Regions from separate parts of the Ovis aries genome. Here region 1 is linked to region 2. The links are chromatin contacts, called in public Hi-C maps. All regions are on one chromosome and are shown on one strand. The core of a region is the stretch at or near the end of the contact, and the rest is flanking DNA. Distances in the headings are between cores, read along the strand shown. Region 1 has its middle 14 kb from the start of NKX2-2. Region 2 overlaps LOC121816161 (a long non-coding RNA gene).

What was found. A called contact is a pair of places that touch in the nucleus more often than the background predicts.
Region 1: a Hi-C map of hypothalamus shows a contact between it and region 2, with 4 times the contacts expected there. The contact joins two enhancer-like sites. A contact is called at or near these places in 2 of 16 Hi-C or Micro-C datasets (hypothalamus and liver).

The regions. Positions count from the first base shown.
Region 1 is chr13:40,318,567-40,321,765 of ARS-UI_Ramb_v3.0, reverse strand. No RefSeq gene overlaps it. Among named protein-coding and RNA genes, the nearest start is that of NKX2-2, 14 kb to the left of the region's middle. Within about 2 kb of position 1,740, at least 9 of the 54 cell types and tissues checked have an H3K27ac peak or open chromatin away from gene starts, as enhancers often do. A contact at or near this core is called in hypothalamus, where this site is marked.
Region 2 is chr13:40,014,523-40,017,703 of ARS-UI_Ramb_v3.0, reverse strand. The region is part of intron 1 of LOC121816161 (a long non-coding RNA gene); the gene reads left to right. Among named protein-coding and RNA genes, the nearest start is that of KIZ, 29 kb to the left of the region's middle. Within about 2 kb of position 1,748, at least 5 of the 54 cell types and tissues checked have an H3K27ac peak or open chromatin away from gene starts, as enhancers often do. A contact at or near this core is called in hypothalamus, where this site is marked.

The DNA of each region.
Region 1 (3,199 bases), core at 491-2,990, 300 kb before region 2:
GGGCCAGGCAGCAGGAGCCGGAGGCGATCCCTGCTAACCGAAGCCTTCCTTGCATCCCCTCTCCGCGTCTCCTGCCTGTCTCCCCGGACTGGATGCCGGGCCTCATCCCTTCCTAGCATTCGGCTGTGCGCGGTCCCCCCAAAACCAGCTCTCTGGCTTGAAGCTGAGCGAATTGCTTGCTCGAAAGTAGGGGTCTGGGGTGGGGTGGTGCGCCCCGGCCTCCTGGGCTGCGGTGAGGGGAGCGGAAGGTGAGCACACAGCCCAAGTTCGCCCGGGGGAGGGCGCCTCAGTCCTTCCCTCGTTAGAGGTCCGATTCCATCCCACCCTTGTGGCCGGGAGAGCTCCCTGAAGGACGCATACCCGGGGAGCATCGCAGAGGGCCCCGCGGACTCGGGGGTAGGGCCCCCTATCTCCTGTTATCTCGCTGATTTCCGAAAACACCCGGGGCTCCGAAGCTCAGAGCCCAGCCAGAGCTGGGAGACGCCTCGGGATATTGGAAGTCGGCCCCATTCGGAAACAATCTTTTTTTTTCTCGAGCTCCACCTTCGTGGCTGGGGGCGGGGGGCGAGGAGGCAGAGCAAAAGGAGCCGGTCCCAGCTGACTTACTCGCTGCCTCTAGTAGATGATCAGATTTAATTCAATATCTAAAGCAAACATGATTATCCGTGTGACCAAATCGGCGCGTCAATAGCACTCAACGCCACCCGCCCGGGACGTGATTACACGCTCTTCCCGCGTTGCGCAGCCACCCCTGGATAATTGAGGGCGCTGGAGTCTTGCGAATATCCTCCTAAATGTCCTTTCTCCTCTCCAGGTTCGACTGGGTTCTTCCAGGTTTTCCTAAATGCTGGAAAGTCTACCTTTGTTCCCCATCCTAGCGTGGAAACGTTTGGAGTTTTATATTTTGCTCTTTGCAAAAGCTAGGAGAATTTCCAAATCGTGTGTGCCAATGCCCAGCTTGCCCAGATACCAACCACTCAACATTCCTCTAGTAACCTCCCTATAACCCCATCCGCCCGCAGGGAAAGTGAGAGTTCTTAGCCTGTTGGAGTGGGGTTGTCAGGAGACCCGAGGCACAGCCCCAAGACTTGGCTGCTTTTGACTGTTTCAGGACCCAAACTTCTGGGAGCCAAAAAATGATCGTAGGCGCCCGCCCCCCGCCCCCGCCAGGCCTCCAGAGAGGAAGGAGGCAGCGAGGAAGGGCCAAGTTCTCGCAGGCTTCCACGTGTGCGCTTTGAGGGCACATTTGGGGCGGTGGCCAGGCCCCGGGCCTGCTGTCTGTGTGCGCTCCAGCGGCCCGGAGCCCGGGAGGTGGGCCCGACGCCCGCCTCTCTCTGTCCTCGGGTCCCCACGGAGTCAATAAAAGCGCCCGCAGAGCCTGTGTGGCCCTAACCCCAGCGCCCTGGGAGCGCACCCGGCGCTGGGTCCGCTTTAGCAGTCTATCTTCGCCCAATCTACAGCGGGGCCGCACAAAACGGCACAATGGGAGAGCTGGGAGCCGGGGATGTTAGAGGCGTGCATATTAAAAAGGGACAGAGAAAGGATCGCAGGGGACAGAGAGGGGAAGAGGGAAAAGGGGCCCACCCTCCGCCCCTCCACCCCGCACCATTCAGCGCGCTTATCGCGGGCAGTGAATCCCAGAGTCAGGCAGAAGTCTCCTTGGGGTTTTGTTGGGCCCGTCACTGGGTCCCTTTGTCATCCGCGGGCTCCATGCTGGATTCCATATGGCCAGCTGGGCCAAGGGAGCGCGAGGAGGGACCCGCACAAAACCCAAATTGTGTCCGGCTTTCAAACCCTGTATTGTTGTCTGTGAAAGGAAGACGCATTAAAAATTCGTGCTATATCTATTGGGGAGGAGGCTGGAGGAGGGGGAAACAGCTACCCCTGTCTTTGATGGCCTCAGAGGGCGCTTGCCCCGCCTAGGCCCCGTGACACTCTGAGAGCTGGAGATCTCTCTTTCTCTGTCTCTGCCTCGGTCTCTTTAGCAAATACTGGCTCTAAACTGGGGCACGAGTCTGTGTACATCCGCGTTCAGGGTTGGGGCTCCTTGCGCGCGCTTTGAGGGCTCCGGGGAGCGCAGCTAGCGGCTAGGCCTCTCCTGTCTAGGACCCTGGAGTAGAAGCCAGTGGACCGTGCCAGGCGCAGGAGGACACCGAGGTGCCCAGAGCCAGGAGAAGCGTCGAGGCCACCAGCTTCGCGGCTCTAGGGTAGATGAACAGCCAGGTCTCTTGTTCCTGAATTGGACGCGTCCTGACGCCTGGGCGCACGGAGCCAGCCCTCCTCGCACTGCAGGAGAGGGTCAGGGACGCCAAGGGACTCTTTAGCCCTCGATTTACGCTGCAGCCGGTCTGAGCCGGCTTTTACCCTGCGGGACCCCTCTGTGACCAACCCCCTGTCATTCAAATTATGCACCAGACCCTCCTGGCATCTCGGCGCTACCACGGGAAACCGGTTTAGAAACTTCTTTAACGACCAGCACCTCCGTGCTGGAGGAGAAAGGGACTTCCTCTTTAATTCTGAATGTCTCCTACATCGTAGCCTTTGGAAAACAGGGAGGCAGAGTGGGGCTTGCCTCACCTAAACACTCCGAACTTAGTGGGGCAGTCAGAGAGCTTTTGGGTGATACCTTGTCCCTAGAGCCAAGTCAGAAATTCTGGTAAGGAGTCCCCAAACAAAAAACGTGTTAGACAAAACGAATTCTTGCTGAGGCTGTGCGCTGTATGGAAATAGAATCCATCAAGGTTTCCAGGTGGAAAGTCCAGCTCATCCAAATTTCAGGCGACTACCCCCTTTGTTTTTCTATTTTCCAGAACTGCTGTCGTATAGTAGAATCATCTAACTGGATAAGAGTAGGAACCCCCCCCCCCCATCGCCACACTCCCAACCCCAGCCAAGGAAACAGTCTTTTCCTTACCTATTGACTATTGGGCTTAGTCGAGACCTGGTGTGGATTTCTCCAGCCTTTTCAAGAGCCTGGTCATTGAAAAGCTAATCCAATATTTACCGAGCATAAGGACAGTTCTCAGACGTATTTATTAAGGCCCTACACTAAGTGATACTTGGCCTGAAGACAAAGATTAGGGGAGGGGGCGTCCGGGTGCACCCGATCCAGCCCGGGTGGGGTCTCCGGGGCCCAGAACTCGGCAACCAGACGCGAACTTTGGAGTTGCCGAGGTTCCTCTCCCCTGCTTAAGTGGCG
Region 2 (3,181 bases), core at 499-2,998:
GCTGGAGTGTTACTGCCTCCGTGCCCTGGCCCCTAGGGCGCCCTCCAGGCCTGCGGGCCGCGGCGCCTCCCTCTGTCCTCAGTTAGGAGCCTTGATTTTTGGGGTCCGACTGGGGTCAGAAAGAAGGGGCCTCACTTGGCTTCAGCGCGGCGTGGAGAGGGAGAGAGGGAGGACGAAGGGAAATGGGAGAAGGGGGCGAGATCCAGTAGGCTGCCCACGCACCGCCGCCGGAGACGTTTCATTAAGAATTGAGCTTTCTGAAGTTGGCCACGAGCTGCGGTTTAATTGACACTCTGTTCAACTGGGTGGCAATTGTTCAGCTTGTTGGGGGCGATCTGCCCCCACCCCTTTATATACAAGATTTGACTCCTCGGTGCTCGGTTCATTTGTGCCAAGGGACAGGGTGAATTTAATATGGCCGGGGCCTTGGCAAATCTGTCTACTGAAGTCTTTAATACCTTTGTGTTAATATACTTCACCGAAGGCCGAATTAGATTTTCCCGCCCCCAGGTAAATTGGAGGCCGCATCATAGGAGTGCCCAGAGACATCTGTACCCTGAGATCTGGGCCGTGAGCTGGAAGGACCCTTTGAGGGGGTCCTGAGACGGAGAGGGAGTTAGTCTGGGATTTGGGGGACTGGTGACCGGGGTGGGGTGTCGGACTCTTTCCCTTCCCTGGCGCAGGGAGGAGCCAGGAGCAGTGGGTTGTGGGCGTGCGTCTAGAGGGAAGGCTATGGGCGCCCAGAGAGTGGAAAGTAAGTGGAAACGCTGCGATTGGTGCAGACTTTAGCTCCGGAACCGACTGGGGGGTTGAGGGGAAAGTGTGGGCGCCCGAGTGTGCCGGCACCGAGCACTGATCCTAGTCCTGCGAACCCCGAGTCTCCCTGCTCCTGAGCGTGCCACCCAGTCACCCATCTCCCCAGAAAATAAAAGCGCCTCCCCAAAGGCCTGAGTGTACCCAACCCAGATCCCGGGCCGCGACTGGGCCGTGGGCCTCCCGACCAGCACTCCGGGCCTGGGAGGAGGCCGCGCAGAAGCTGCTTCCCACGCCGCCAGCTCTGGTCCTGCATGTGCGGATCCAAGGCAGGCCCGGGGCTGCCCACCCGAGCCCAGGAAGACAGCCCCCGGAACTGCTCCATTCAGGTCCCTCCCCCGAGGCCCTCGCGTCCTCACTGCGGGCGACACTCTGCCCCAGCTCCCCACCTCCTCCCCGAAGGAATGCAGCCAAGGAACCTTTCTCTCGGCAAAAAAAAAAAAAAAAAAAAAAAAAAATCGCTCAAACGAGCCAGCTTTTCGAGTAGACAGGAACAAGGTGATGAAATTCATAACAGCCGGGAAACAGGTCTTGACTGGCTCCCATCTTCGCTGTCCGCGGGAATGGAACCGCAGAACCTCTCGGGGAACGGTCGCAGGACGGTCTGCGCCACTCGGACCCGGGGCCGGAGCCCTAGAGCTGACGGAGGCTGCTGCCCGGCGAGCTGTGTCCCTGAGGCCCGCGCAGGGAACTCCCGGGACCGCGTGGGTGGGCCTTTCCCTCCGCCCGCACCTCTTTCCGACTCGAGCAAGGCAGCGCGGTTGACATCCAGCCCCGGGTGGGGATGACTGGAGTCCGCCCTGTGCCGGCTTGGGGGCCCAGGGTGAGGGCGATCAGACCCCCGTTGTCGCGTGGCTCGCTTCGGCTCCGGCCTCGGGCGCTGGCCGCGGCTCGCGGGTCATCCCCTCGCTAGCCCTACCCGCCCCGGCCCTGTTCACGGCCGCAGTGCGGGGCCGCGCGCTCCCCTCCCTCGCGCGCTGTCCCTCCACGTCGCCGAGTTTACCAGGGCGTTTTGTTCCCCTTCGGATTCCGGGCCGAGGGGCTGTCACCGTGCTCTCCTCCGACGGACGCTAATCAAGTAATTTCCCCATCCCAGCCCCATCAAATTGCTCTTTAGCTGTTGAACCGCGGAGTTTTGCTCGTCTTTTCACATGCTAATCACGCCCATTCAGCGGCTCTCGGTGGGGCTGTTTGTCGCGGGATAAATCTCCTTGTTTGCCGGCTGCATGATTAATTGATATTGTTGTCTGGCTTTTGTGGGGGCCGCGAGGAGCTGAAAGGCGGCGCGTCCTGACTGCGCCGGGGGGCCGCTGGCGACATCGTCGGGCCGCCGAGGTCCCGGCGAGGTCGAGCCGGGGCCGATGACATTATGCGCCCGATTTGTTTTTCCTTATTAGAAAGATGATGAAAGACTCAGAGACCCCAGGTTTACAACCCACCACTGGGGCGGAGAAGCCGCACAGAGCTGAAGCCACAAGCGCAAACAAAGCCTGGGCGTTTGCTTAGTTCAGAGAGAAAAGTGAGCTCACTTCTCCGCGCAGGAGACAATTAAATGCGTTTCGGCCCACCCGGGATTTCAGTAGGAGTTGGACGGGCGCGCTTAACGTGGTGGTTTGGGTTTTTCAAGCAAAGAATAAAATCTGATTTTGTTTGTTTGCTTTTGGTTGATTGGTTGGTTTTGCTTGTCTATTTTTTGGTTGGGGGTTAGACACGGGTTAAAACCTTTACAAGATAAGTAAAAGGAAGCCAGAGCTCAGATGGAGACCTTGCAGCCATCGGTCCGCCGCCATAAAGGCGCTTCCATGTCTGACCCGGGTTTGCCAAGTGCGTGGGGCTCACGCCGAATCGCTCACCAGAGCTGAACCCGCAGAATCGCTAAGGTCTGCGTCGGCCTACAGGCGCGTGTTTCATCTGCCAGTACCCGTCTCTACCCATGGCGTGTTTCCCGCCATTCGCAGGTGTGCAGCCAAACCCACAAATTCTTGAGCCCTTCGCATCCCTCCCGTCCCACTCCTCCGAGTCCTGGGATTTTATCCTCTACGGACAACCCTGAAAACTTGGAGATTCAATTAAATAATTCCAGTTACGCGGTGCTCCTACCGCCTGCTTATTGCAAATATTTCCTTTTTTCGAGTTCTTAAAAAAAAAAAAAAGCAAAGAGAAGAAAAGAAACTGTCGCCTTCGCTTTCACTGCGCGCAGGGTAATTGATAGGCGCTATCGGAGGTCAGAATTTGCATAAGAATTAAGAGCAGTAAATTAATTTAATATTCCATGCACATCTCCAATTATTCCTGGAGACCTTTGTCTCCGCGGCTGCCAGAGAGGGGATTCAGCTGGTCTTCAGCCAAACAACATCTGTGCGGTTAA